Linked DNA regions of Mus musculus: region 1 is linked to region 2. A link is a contact called in public HiChIP or PLAC-seq data. All regions are on one chromosome and are shown on one strand. Each heading gives the region's core, a stretch centred on a gene start, on an enhancer-like site or on the middle of the called end of the contact. The rest is flanking DNA. Distances are from core to core; before and after follow the strand shown. Region 1 overlaps Mroh7 (maestro heat-like repeat family member 7). Region 2 overlaps Dhcr24 (24-dehydrocholesterol reductase).

The links. HiChIP or PLAC-seq counts read pairs in DNA pulled down with a chosen protein or histone mark.
Region 1: an H3K27ac HiChIP or PLAC-seq map of embryonic stem cells shows a contact between it and region 2, with 3 times the contacts expected there. The contact joins two enhancer-like sites. A contact is called at or near these places in 3 of 15 datasets of contacts at CTCF or cohesin (the NIH/3T3 cell line, embryonic stem cells and large pre-B cells), 10 of 484 Hi-C or Micro-C datasets (the G1E-ER4 cell line, cerebral cortex, colon epithelium and 2 more), 17 of 115 datasets of contacts at active chromatin or transcription factors (embryonic basal ganglia, embryonic forebrain, embryonic hindbrain and 6 more) and 3 of 9 other capture datasets (adipose tissue, liver and pancreatic islet).

Annotation. Positions count from the first base shown.
Region 1 is chr4:106,706,717-106,712,391 of GRCm38.p6, reverse strand. It overlaps Mroh7 (maestro heat-like repeat family member 7), which reads left to right. Exons shown (of 24, transcript NM_001126487.1): 5 at 1,056-1,139; 6 at 2,355-2,434; 7 at 2,676-2,805; 8 at 3,826-3,921; 9 at 4,537-4,641; 10 at 4,798-4,933. Among named protein-coding and RNA genes, the nearest start is that of Mroh7, 18 kb to the left of the region's middle. Within about 2 kb of position 4,226, at least 49 of the 459 cell types and tissues checked have an H3K27ac peak or open chromatin away from gene starts, as enhancers often do. A contact at or near this core is called in colon epithelium, embryonic stem cells and liver, where this site is marked.
Region 2 is chr4:106,587,028-106,592,971 of GRCm38.p6, reverse strand. Dhcr24 (24-dehydrocholesterol reductase) reads right to left here. Exons shown (of 9, transcript NM_053272.2): 9 at 3,859-5,944. Lexm (lymphocyte expansion molecule) reads left to right here. Exons shown (of 10, transcript NM_183182.3): 10 at 1,285-2,063. The coding sequence ends at 1,357. Among named protein-coding and RNA genes, the nearest start is that of Lexm, 27 kb to the left of the region's middle. Within about 2 kb of position 2,616, at least 42 of the 459 cell types and tissues checked have an H3K27ac peak or open chromatin away from gene starts, as enhancers often do. A contact at or near this core is called in colon epithelium, embryonic stem cells and liver, where this site is marked.

The sequences.
Region 1 (5,675 bases), core at 2,977-5,476, 120 kb before region 2:
GTGGCCGGAGGTGAAGGAGATGCTGTCCATTGATAGGATACCTGCAAAAGAACTTGTGGCCGTAGTTAACCTTCCATGTTCTGCATCAGATCAAGGCGTTCCCCCCCCCCCTTCACTGTGTAATGTTAAGTGATTCATTTCATGGGGTCTTCTTCCTTAAGATGATGGGAATCAATGGATTGGCTAATGTGTCCCCTCTCCCAAGTAGCAGAATACCTTCATCTGACTAGACTTTACTAAAGGGCTGAGAAGTGGTACTGATGGTAGAATTTCAGGTTGAGGTGTATGGGCTCTTTCTGTCCTTCGGTTGATTAGTGAGGGAGAGGTGCTTTATAGCCCTTCATACCTGCTCCTCCAAATGCAGACTGCAGGGGCCATCCTTCCCACCTGACCATCAAGAGTTTCCACCAACCTTTATCCACCCAAACACTCCTTGAAGAAACATGTCCCTTTTCTTGGGCTGTGATAGTTTTAATTGTCAGTTTGATATAATCAAGAATCACAAGGAAAGAAAGTTTCAAAGAGAGATTGCCTAGGTCACATGCATGTCTGTGAGGGATTATCTTGATATTATCAGTTGAGTCATAAATCCCCACCCACTGTGGGTAGTTTCATTCCCTAGGCAAGAGATCCTGAACTGCCCCAAGAATGGAAAAAGCGAGCTGAGCGCCTGACTACATGCATTCTTTGCTCTCTGCTCCTTGACTATGAATGTCATGTGACCACTAGTCTAAAGCTTCTATTCTGTGACTTCTCCACCACTATGTAGGGTCTCCTTGTAGCTCTGGCTGTCCTGAAACTCACTATGTAGACCAAGCTGAGCTCAACTCACAGAGATCTGCCTGCCTCTGCCTCCAAAGTGCTGGGATTAAAGGCATGCAACGGGAAACCAAACCTAGACATGGGCCAATGCCAGGGTTGGGTGGTTGGGGAAGAGCTACCTCCGTGGGCTGTAGGTGTTGGGTGGCTAGAGGGTGCTGCATTATGCTGCCTAAGGGGAGGGCAGAACTCAATGGTGGTCTCACCGAGTGGCTCTGCTTCCCACTGGCCTGAAGGTAGCGAACATCATTACTTACCAGAAGAATCAGGAAATGGTGGAAATGAAAGAAGAAAAGGAGGCAACCGTGAAGATGATGATGGTAAAGAGCTGTAGGCGGGCCTGTGGGACTGGGGTGGAGTTCTGAGGGTGACAGCTGGGTGAGTTGGGAAGAGGACAGGAACAGGAGGCAGGCACTTCAGATTTGAGGCTCAGTTCTGTCCACCTCTCGCTGCTCACACCCGACAAGAGGGAGTATGGACAAGTTGTTGCCCTTCTCTGAGCCCCACTCTTGCCATCTTACAAATGGGTGCGTTTATGCCCGCATCTTTGCCTGTGGGAGGACTTAACCCAGTGGCTAGTTCATTGCAGCAGAGAACGGTTATCATGAACCCATTCTCTCACCTCTCCATGCAGAAAGCCCTCTTGATGGGCAACTTCAGAGGGTTCCCTAAAACAGTCTCCTCTTAGTTACTCATTAGGAGGAGACTGGGCCCCAATAGCCATGGAGGCTTACATAGTTGTAGTCAGTTTTATGATCCTTAAAGAGAGGGAAAGGAGTTACAGAGCTAACTCAACCAGCAGCGTTTGCCTCACAAGAAAGACTTCCTGAGTTTGAGCCCCAGAACACACATAAAAACCACTCGTGGTGACATTCATAATCCCAGTGTTGAGGACACAGATACAGGCTTTCTGGCCAATCAGACTAGACCAACTGACCAGCTTTGGATCCTAGCAAGAGCCCTTGCCTCAAAAACCAAGGTTCATAGCTCCTGAATAATACCTCTGGCCCCTGCATGTGCACATGAACACACACACACACACACACACACACACACACACACACACACACACATCTTGCATACACATCTGCCCATATATGATACACAAAAAATGGCGAAAGTCCCGTCCTTTGATATATTTAACTTTCACTAGCATTAGTCGAACATCTACTATGTGTAGGTATTAAATATGAAGTGAAAAAATTAGGACATTTGGGAATTTTAATTGGACAGCTTTCAAAGGCCATGCCTGGCGCTTCTTGCTTGGGTCAGTTCCATGGTTTAGTGGTCTGTCACCAGAAGGGCACCATGGGAATTATTCTCCTGGTGCTCTCCATATGGAATGCGCAGATCAGGGCATAGACTGTTTAGAGTGGTCTTGAACTGAGGGCTTGACATTGATCTGGGCAGAAAGCTGGCTCTCCTAACTGCCCAGTGGGGGAGTGTTCCCAGGCCAAGGGCCTGCATGGCCTGCTGTCAGAGCCCGGAAGTCAGCCCCCAAGCTGGCTCTCACTGGCTCTATGGTCCCCATCCAGAGACAGATTCAGGAGGAGCCGCTGGATTCCCTTTTGAGTCCTGCTCGACGGCAGGCTATGGAGATCCTGGCACAGCTGAGGTATCCCTGTCCTTTCTCTTCCACACTCTGCCCCTTCTCACACCCCTGTCCACTCCGAGCCTTTCCCTCTCCCCCTGCCCAGTTCCCTGTGGACCCTGATACTTCCACACCCGTTGCTCACACCCCACCTTCTCCTGTGGATCTAATCTCGGGTGACCCTCCCTAAGTCAGGTGTCCCCTTCCCCATGCTGCATCCTCTGCCCCCCCCCTCACTCCACACCTGGCATCCTGTCTCTCTCAGTCACACCAAGCCTATCCTGAGCGTGCGGGAGAGGGTGGAGCTGGTGAACACCTGTGTGCGGAGCGTGTTCTCACTGCCCTCCGTGCAGGCCATGCAGGAGAAGGACGAGTCCAAGGCCGAAGTCATCCAGGTGAGCTGGACCCTCCTGGTTCGGCTTTAGGTTTGGGGACATCCTCAGAAGGGACAAGGTTCAGGGGTGAGTGGGGGCTTTCTATAGATGGTCTCCCTTACTCCTTGGCTGAGTGGCCCGGAGCACCTCACGTCACCTGCGACAGTCTGAACAGATACTTGATAGCTATTCAGCAGAAGGGTGAACTGTTGCAGTAATGGCTTCCTTAGGAGGGCCCTGTCCTGTATCAGGGATATAGATAGATGCTGTAAGGCCGTAGGAAGTGGGCAGGATAAGAGGGTAGTACTGAGGACTGTGCTCTATGGAAGAAGACTGGGGGAAACTGGGCAGAGACCTGGAGAACAGAGCCTCAAAGGGGGTTTGGTGAGCATCTTTAAGTCTCTGCAGAATCATTCCTGGAGGTACCACAGCAGGGGATACTAAGGTATAAGATGCAAGGAGAGCTAGGGTCAAGCGGGATGTTGAGTGAGAGGGGGGGTCCAGCTGTTCGGCTACCCTTTCTCTCAGCAGGTATTAGCCATGTTCCTCTCCAGGTCACTACGGTAGTCTCGCAGTAGTGTGACGGTGGAGGAGATGGATGCCATCAAAGAACCCAGTACCCAAAAATCTCCGCAGTAGTCAGTGCTGCAAGCATAAACCATGGGGTATCAAAAAGAGTATGGGATGAGGAACATGGCCTAGGGTGGATGGAGCACGTGGTTTCCTGGAAGAGGGTGGCAGAGAACCTGTACAGAACCCATGCCAACTGCCAGGATGATAAGTGATGTGACTGAAGACTGGAGGGTGGGGGGACAGGGACTCTGACAGGCGTGCTGTATAATAGGTAGGGGTGAGGCCACACAGACAGATAAGATAGCGTCTGGGTTCTGGATTCTCAAGCTGGTGGCCTGAGAGGGCCCAAAGTCATGGCCAGAATCCTTGCTGTGGAAGGAACTGGCAGCCCCTTGTAGTTACAAGTCGTGCCAGCAGAGGGCGGTGGTGTCTAACAAGCTCCCAGCAGCTCTGTCCTCCTGTCCACAGATCCTTTACTACCAGACCTTGGATTCCTTGCAGAAACTTCTGAATGCCCTCTTTATTGAAGACCCCACTCCTACTGGGCTGAAGAGCATCCTGGAGGTGCGGCGTGGGGGGTGGGGGGGTGGGGACGACACGGGGCAAGCAGGGAAAGGGAGAAGGAAGTAGGAAAATGGCTTCATACAAGTGGGAGGTGGGCTCTGAAGGAGTGGCGTCATCCTGAGCCAGTGCCCTGCTTCCATGTTGTATTTTACGCTGTTATTTAGTTTTGGTGACGCTGAGGGTTGGACCCAAACCCTTGTACCTGCGAGGCAAGCCCTCTACCTCTGAGCCACAGCAGAGTCCTGTTCCCTCTTTCCTTGTTTATCTGTATACACAGTCACACTGAATTGCCCAGCACTGCCTTGAACTTTTGATCCTATTATCTCAGCTTCCTGAGTCACTGTCTGCAATTCCCCTACAGCCACTGCTCTTGCCCCACCCCTTTCTCCATTGTTATCCATGTCTCTTCTCTCTTCATTGACCCCGTCCCTTCCTTTGCTCTGAGTCCCCTTCTCAGCTCAAACCCCACCTGTCATTGATCCTCAGGAAGAGAAGGAAGACGGTGGCAAATTGCCTTCTTTCTTCTTCTGGAAGCTTCTTGCAGATTACTGACTTACCCACAGACAGCAGGGGCTGGCAGACAATGGTAGCAGAATCTCTCCCTTGTCCCCACAGCCCCTAGGGCCCTGGATGAACTCTGGGAAGGCCCACGAGCGGGCTCGGGCTGTGAACAGCAACGTCTCTGTGTTGAACCACACACTTGTGACCCTGCCATTCTTAGTGAGTGTTCCTGGGTGTGACCCTGCCATTCTTAGTGGGTGTTCGGGGGTGGGGGCATTCCGGTGACTTCTCAGTTGATCTTCTGCAGCTGGGCAGGTCTTCTTGCCCTGCACTATGTAGCTATAGACTCCCTCCCTGTGATTGTGACACTCACAGATATCCTCGGGCTTCCCAACACTGGGTCTTCTGCTGGGGAGGCTCCTTCTTCGAATCGGGGATCCTGATGAGGAGATCGGACGGGAGGCTCTGGACGGCATCACCATCCTCTACACCATCCTGGATCTCCAGAAACGTATGCCCAAGTCAGGTCCCTAGCCACTGCACAGCTAGGGAGGGGAGCATGGTGGTACGGCTGGGCAGTTGGAGGCAGGCAGAATGGGTCAGATGGGGATTAGGAGCTGATGGGAAACTCCTATCTCCATGGAACCAGGAGCAGAGGTACAAACTAGCCATTGTTTTTCATGTTTGTTTGTTTTTAAGCTCTGGCCCCTGACTTTTAATCCTCCTGACTTAGCGTCTCAGGTACTGGGACTACAGGCATGTACTGCCCTGTTAGACAACAACTCTATCACGACAGGAGCTGTCCTTCAGTTGGCTAAGCTTTCCCATATTGTTCCAACCTTGATTTCTCCTTCTAATGTACCATGTGCACCTAGGTATGATGGCCCTGATGTCTTCTTCCTTTGTCTGTCTTTCCTACTAGACTGTAATGCCATGAGGGTAAGGCAGGATTCTCTGTTCTTTCTGAGTCTAGCCATGGGCTGGCATATGGTCTTATTCAGTGAATATGCATAGGACCTAATGAAGACCAGGTCCTACATTAGAGTCTGGAGCCTGTAAGTGAAAGCACAGCCTGAGGTTAGGTTTCAGGGAGCTCATGAGATGGTTTCCAGGCTGCCTTCAACCTCCTGCCGTTCTTTCTCCTTAGTCCCGATTCTATATCAACCAGGAAACCTTGGCTGGTTTCCTAGTTTCTCCTGACTCTGAAGGCAGAGTGGCCTGCATGTCACACCTGGTTTTGGCTCTCGACTTTC
Region 2 (5,944 bases), core at 1,367-3,866:
ACCTATGTCTTGTATATGCTAGACAAACACTCTGCCCCTGAGCTACATCCCAGCCTCACAACATCATTGTTATGTGAGAGATTTGTGTTTGAATTTTTGTTCTAATTGTGTTTCACTATGGTTTGAATTAGCACCTCCCTATGTTGACCATTCTTTTTCACTTCTTTGCTGAAGTATTTTCAAAGCTTTTTATTTATCTTAAAGAGCAGGTTGCTCATATTCTTATATTACCTTTGTCTTTTATTCTTAGTTTTTCCTTATGTGTGTATGTCTGTGTCTGTGGGTGTGTGCACGTGAGTGCAGATGTCTGCAGAGGCTGGAGGCTTCAGATCTCTCTGGCGCTGGGGTTATAGGTGGTTGTGAGCCTCCCAATGTGACTGCTGTGAAGTGGCATGTGGGTCCTCTGCACTCGGACACGTAGCCATTTCTCTAGCCCCCACCTTTTGAGAATGCTTCCAGTGTTATTAGCATAAGTCATTTTCTAGACATTGTATTTACAAATATAAGTAAATATTTACTCCAAGGTGCTCAGAGGGTTTTAAAAGGAAGTACCTCTGGCGTTCCCTTTAGAAGCTGCGCTATGGTGTTTAGGTGGGAAGATGGGGTTGGGAAGGACCAAGACAAAAGATTCTGACTCCAAGTCTAGATGGAAGATGAGGCTCCAGGGGGAGAACAGAGACATGACACAGATCCGCCTGATGGCAGGAGAGGCCCCTCACTCTGGTGAGCCTTCTCTCCTACCCTCTGTCCTTTGACTGGACAGACTGAAGGATACAGGCAAAGGCATGAAACAACCGTAGCTCTGACTTCTTGGAGACCCTGCCACAGTTGGCGAGAACAGGCAGTAACCAAGAGCATGCCAGCTTGCTCTGTTGTTTTCTTTTTCTTTTTTCTATGTGTTTGTTTTTCATGTGTATAAAATGTAGTTGTGAGTGTGTGTATGTGTGAGCGCACACTTGTGTGGATGCCCAGCACATGTGTTTATATGTGTGTAGAAGCCTCAAGTTTATGTACGCTGTCTCTCTGGATCACTTTCTGCTTTATTCATTTGAGGCAGGGTCTCTTGCTGAAGCTAGACCTCACCGATTCTGGCTAGTCTCACTAGCCTTCTTGTGGTTTTCCCTGGGAGCTATTATAAGACATTCTGGCTATGATAAATGGGTATAAAATAGAGAACTCTCCCTTAGAAAGGACTCTGTGTTGTAAAAGGTCTGGAGGTCATGGATGTGGAACTCACTTCCTTGCAAGGGATTGTGCCTGTTTTCTTCTTTCTCCTTTTTACAGGAAACGGATTACACCTATTACGAAGGGCAAGTGCCGTCCAACTGTGGACTACAATTCAGATCCTACTCCTTAAAGCCACTCGGGAAGAACAGCCTGATGCAACCAGAGAGCCCAAGGCCAGAAGAGAAATCTTGAGATGGGAAAGGAAGCAGGGATCTTGGAGAATGCCTGGGTGAGGGGAGAAGGCAGGAGGGTCATCTTTGCTGTAGCCCTGCGGTCAAAAGTCACAGTGTCTACTGGGACAGCAGGGGGACCAGGTATCTTTTGTTACAAGAGATCCATTGTCCTAAGCATTCCAGTCAGCTGGTGACGTGAATTTGGGAGCCAGAGAGCAGGTGGATGGAAGAGGGGGTCGTGGGTGACTTCCTGGAACCCCTTGCACTGTGAAGCTAGAGCGTGGGTACCTAACTCACCGTTGTCCCAGAATGAGGCGGGGAGAGGAGCATTTGTTACGTAGCAGTCTGGGACCTGTAGGAAAACCCCATCTCCATGCTAGGGTGCTCTGGACACTCAACAGAGCCTCGTGCTGGGAGGAGACTGCTGACTTCCAGTGTTCAGCCATTGAAGCGCTGTACCCCACTTTAGCATTGTGGGCCACCAGTGTGGTTAGAGGTGGGTCCTCGGGGGTGAGTGACAACATCCTGTGACGTTCCCCCTCACTGTTTACATCAATGACAGTGGTGGGGGGAGCCAGTTGTCCCCTGGAGAAGAGGATGAGGAGACCTGACAGACTCAGCCACAGAACTTACATAATAAAGCGATTTCAGACATGTTTTCAGAGCCGGTTCTACCAGTTGTTTTCTCACGTGGGTCCAAGTCGTGGTTGTGAAAGAAATGAAATCATGACTGTTCTCTTCAGCATCCGGAGTAGCCAGGACCATCAGCATGCACCCTGCCTAGAGCCCCTTTCATTCCTCATTTGGAGTTTGGATCTTTGGTTTTCTCATCATGGTGAGCTACTTAATAACCGCCCACACCTAAGCTGGCCGGGCTCTTACTCTGGCCCTGGCGTGGTCCTTCATTCTGCAGGTGCTGTATACAGCCTGCTTCTGGGACTTCCTCTTCCAGTAACCTGTATCTCAGGCCCTGCTGATCCACTCTCTAGACACCCCACCCCCAGACTCAGCCAGAGAAAGGGGATCTAACCAAACTGAGGGTAGATGGGTTGTTGGGTGCAGAGCAGACCCCTGGGAGGTGACTGTCCCGGGTCTGGGATGTGGGGCCACTTTTCACGCTGACCTTGCATTCAGGGGTGTGTCCGGAAGCACAGCGTGTCAGGAGATGGTTAAGCTGGCTCTCAGAGCAAAGCAGGATGTTGCAGCTGTGGTAGTTAACGTTCTGTGTCAACTTGTCTGTGTCACGTGGTAGCCAGGCACTGGAATGTGCCTAACCCGGTCACTTGGCATGTGAGATTGACAAACTGCGTACTTTATGTGGGTGGGTGGGTCATGGCCAGTCAGCAGATGCCCACTTCCGTTTCTTGCTTACAAGACTGAGATTTGGAGACACCCTGTGGTGAAGACTCATCTCAATGTAAGGTTATGTCTAGGACTGAAGAGCGAAAGCTATTTTAATGGTAGTTTGGGCTTGGGATGTCTCCAAAGGCCTGGTGTCAAGGGCTGGTTCTGTTGGGAAAGGCTCAGTAGGAGGTCTTTGGATCCCTGGGAACATGCCTGTAAATGGTACTGAAGGACTACCAACTCCATTTTCTATTCTCTTTTCTCCCTGGTTTCTGACCATTTCCTCTGCCACACCCACCCATTACTATACACTGTCTCACCTCAGGACCAAGGGATCATGGATTGGAACCTCTAGAACTTAGAGCTGAAATAAAGCTCTCCTCTTGATCAACATCTCAGGTACTTTGTTACAGAAAGAACGCTGGCCAGCAGAGGGGATATTACAGATTTAAGATACAACTTATGAAATCAGAGAAGGGACTTCCCAAAAGGTTGCTTGAAGCCAGTTTCGGAATGAAAATCACAGGTTCTAGTAAAATTCCCATCACATACACACCTGTGCAAAGTGTACCAAGTTAAAACTTGATTCTCCCGGCTCTGGGCATCAAAGTCCTGGGGTGAGCCAACTATTAAAAAATACAAGTCCATGTGGTTCAATCCTAACAGAAGCTTATCTGGGTCTCTAGTGACTGCAAAGCTAACCACTTAATCCCTGTGGACACATCTGGCTGACAGGAAGGCTGGTAGTGTGCAGAGGAAGGCACTGTGTTCTGCTGGAAGGGTCGTTGTGCCTTCGGCTTTTGGATGAGGACATCGACACAGGAACAATGAGCTTGTCAAAACTGGTTTGTCACAACCGATTGATGAAGCCAGAACACCAGCCAGACCTGACAAGTGTACCTGGTGCCTGAGGACAGAGCCCATCCCTCCTGAGGTGCCAGCATTTCTTCACTGGAATGACAGAAATCCATTTGCTACCCGCTTCCCCCATGTTTTTAGCCCTCATCTGTGGGTGCTTGTGTTCAGACAGGACATTGGAGCTGAATGGCACCAGTGGCGGTGGCTGCGTCCTTGTCCGACTCTACACTGGTCCTCTGAATAAATGACAAAAGACTAGCGTCCAGGCTGTACTTTATTTTACACAAGTGGTGGCCCCAGAACCACAGGGACATGACCTGGAGAGTAGGCACAGTGCCTGAGGCTGCAAGAGCCAAATACAGGGATTCATGCCTTCTCCTTGGTCCCCATGACCAAATTAAAAAAAAAAAAACAACAAATCACACAGCACACATCGCCACACCCATCCCCTCCTTCCTTTCAGCAACAGCCAATTCAGCTTTCTAGCCAAAGACAGTGGCTACAACTGAATTTACAGAGAACCATGCAGCCAAGAAACCAGAGCCACGGAGGGGAGAGGCTTGCGTTGACTTCCCACATGTGCTGTCCCATAGCAGCTGAGTGACCCCACCAAGCCACCGTGTGGTTGGACACTGACAGGACAGGCGATAAGACAAGGCTGGGACCCAGAACACCATGCTTGGAAGACGACCACTTTTCGGGCAAGATATTACTGGAGCCAAACACTAACCTGAGGCTAATGTGACTCAAAATCCCTTCCCTCCCCAGGTCCTGGGGAGTGTCTGTGGAGGGCTGGATTTTGACTATTTTGGGTGACACAGGTTGCTGGCATCATTGCCACAGCTCCAGGTGCTTTGGGATGGAGGCTTGACTTGAGGAATGATGGCGCCTTATACATCACACTAACTAACCTAGCTCGCGTTGACCATTCATCTGCAGCAAGCAGGGTCATCAGTCTGCGAGCGAGTGCACATGCGCAAGGATGCACATGGACCACTAGGAGAGCCCATGCCAGGAATACATGCTGCTCAGACAGCAAAGTGAGGTTACTTCCTTCACAGGCCAAATGGATGAGGTGATTCTGCCTTCCCACAGCCCTGAGTGCACCAGCCTTCACAGGACACAGTAGCACTGTGCAGTATCCCAAGCCCTCGGCCGCATCAGTGAGCATCCTTCAGCTAAAATATGATTCTAAGGGTCCTGGGCTCTGCCAGATAAATGAAAACGACCCAGGAGCTGGCGTGGCGGTGGAGGGAAGGACCACTGATGGACGGTCCCTAGCTACCACCTGGATCATTTAAGCTCCCCCGGCTTTCAACACGAGGCTTTCCCAACGTCTTAAGACAGACAGGCTTCAGGAGCTCTAATGTTCCAAGTGACAGGCGAGAAAACTGCAGCCTCTGGAGGGGCAGGGGTGGTGGGGGAGGAGTGACTGTGACCAGCTCAGCTCTGGAGTTCTGGCTTGCCTTCCAGAACCTGATTCCCCCTCAGACTCTGGGTTTCCAGCTGGGCCAGGCAGTTCTGAAGGTGGGGGCTCTACAACCAACCACTCTTCATCAACAAGGCAGAAGGACCTCAGAGGCCCCTCCCTTGGGAACGGAAATGGAGCTAACTTTCTCTGAGCTTAGGATTTGTAAGGCACTGAAATTAACTAGAGCCGGGGGGGGGGGGGGGGGGAGGGGGGGGGAGGGAACAAAATGGGGGAGGGGGAGATGAGTGACCCTGGATGCTTTCTTTCTAACCCCAGGGAGGGTCCTCACAGTAGCAACAGGGCAGATGCCCCTTTCTCACTCAGTGTGGGGACCGCCCCTAAGTGACACAGTCATGAGCATGTGCCCCCATTGTGACTCAGTGGACTCTAGAGGAGGCCTGGATGGTGGGAGTTAAGAAAGCAAAGCCCAGGAAAGCCAGGCTTCCCACCTTGAGATGTCTTCCAGGAGCAGTCCTGAGTGGGCTCAGTGATGGCTGGGGCAGCTCGAGCACACAGAAGTAGGGCCAGGATGGTCCGAAGATGGCAGAGAGGACTTTGGAGTAGACCTGGCTTTGGCACAGCACATCCTGGGCCTGCCTGCCAATCAGATGCCCCCTGCCCCACCCCCGAGGCCAAGTGGAAGGCTGACCCTCCTTTGCCCTCTCGGGGCTGATGCAAGCTATGCAGGTGAAACTCCAAGGCAACTCCTTCATGGTGTTGGCCAAACCCGTGCAAGGGTGACCTGTGGGGAGCCTGTCTGGACTCAGCTGTTAGATCCAAAGCAGGAGCCAGGCGTGAGGTTGCATGGAAGCAGTGGTGGAAGCCCTTAGTGTGGGGTGACATCCAGCAGGTAGATATTTTTTTTTTTTTA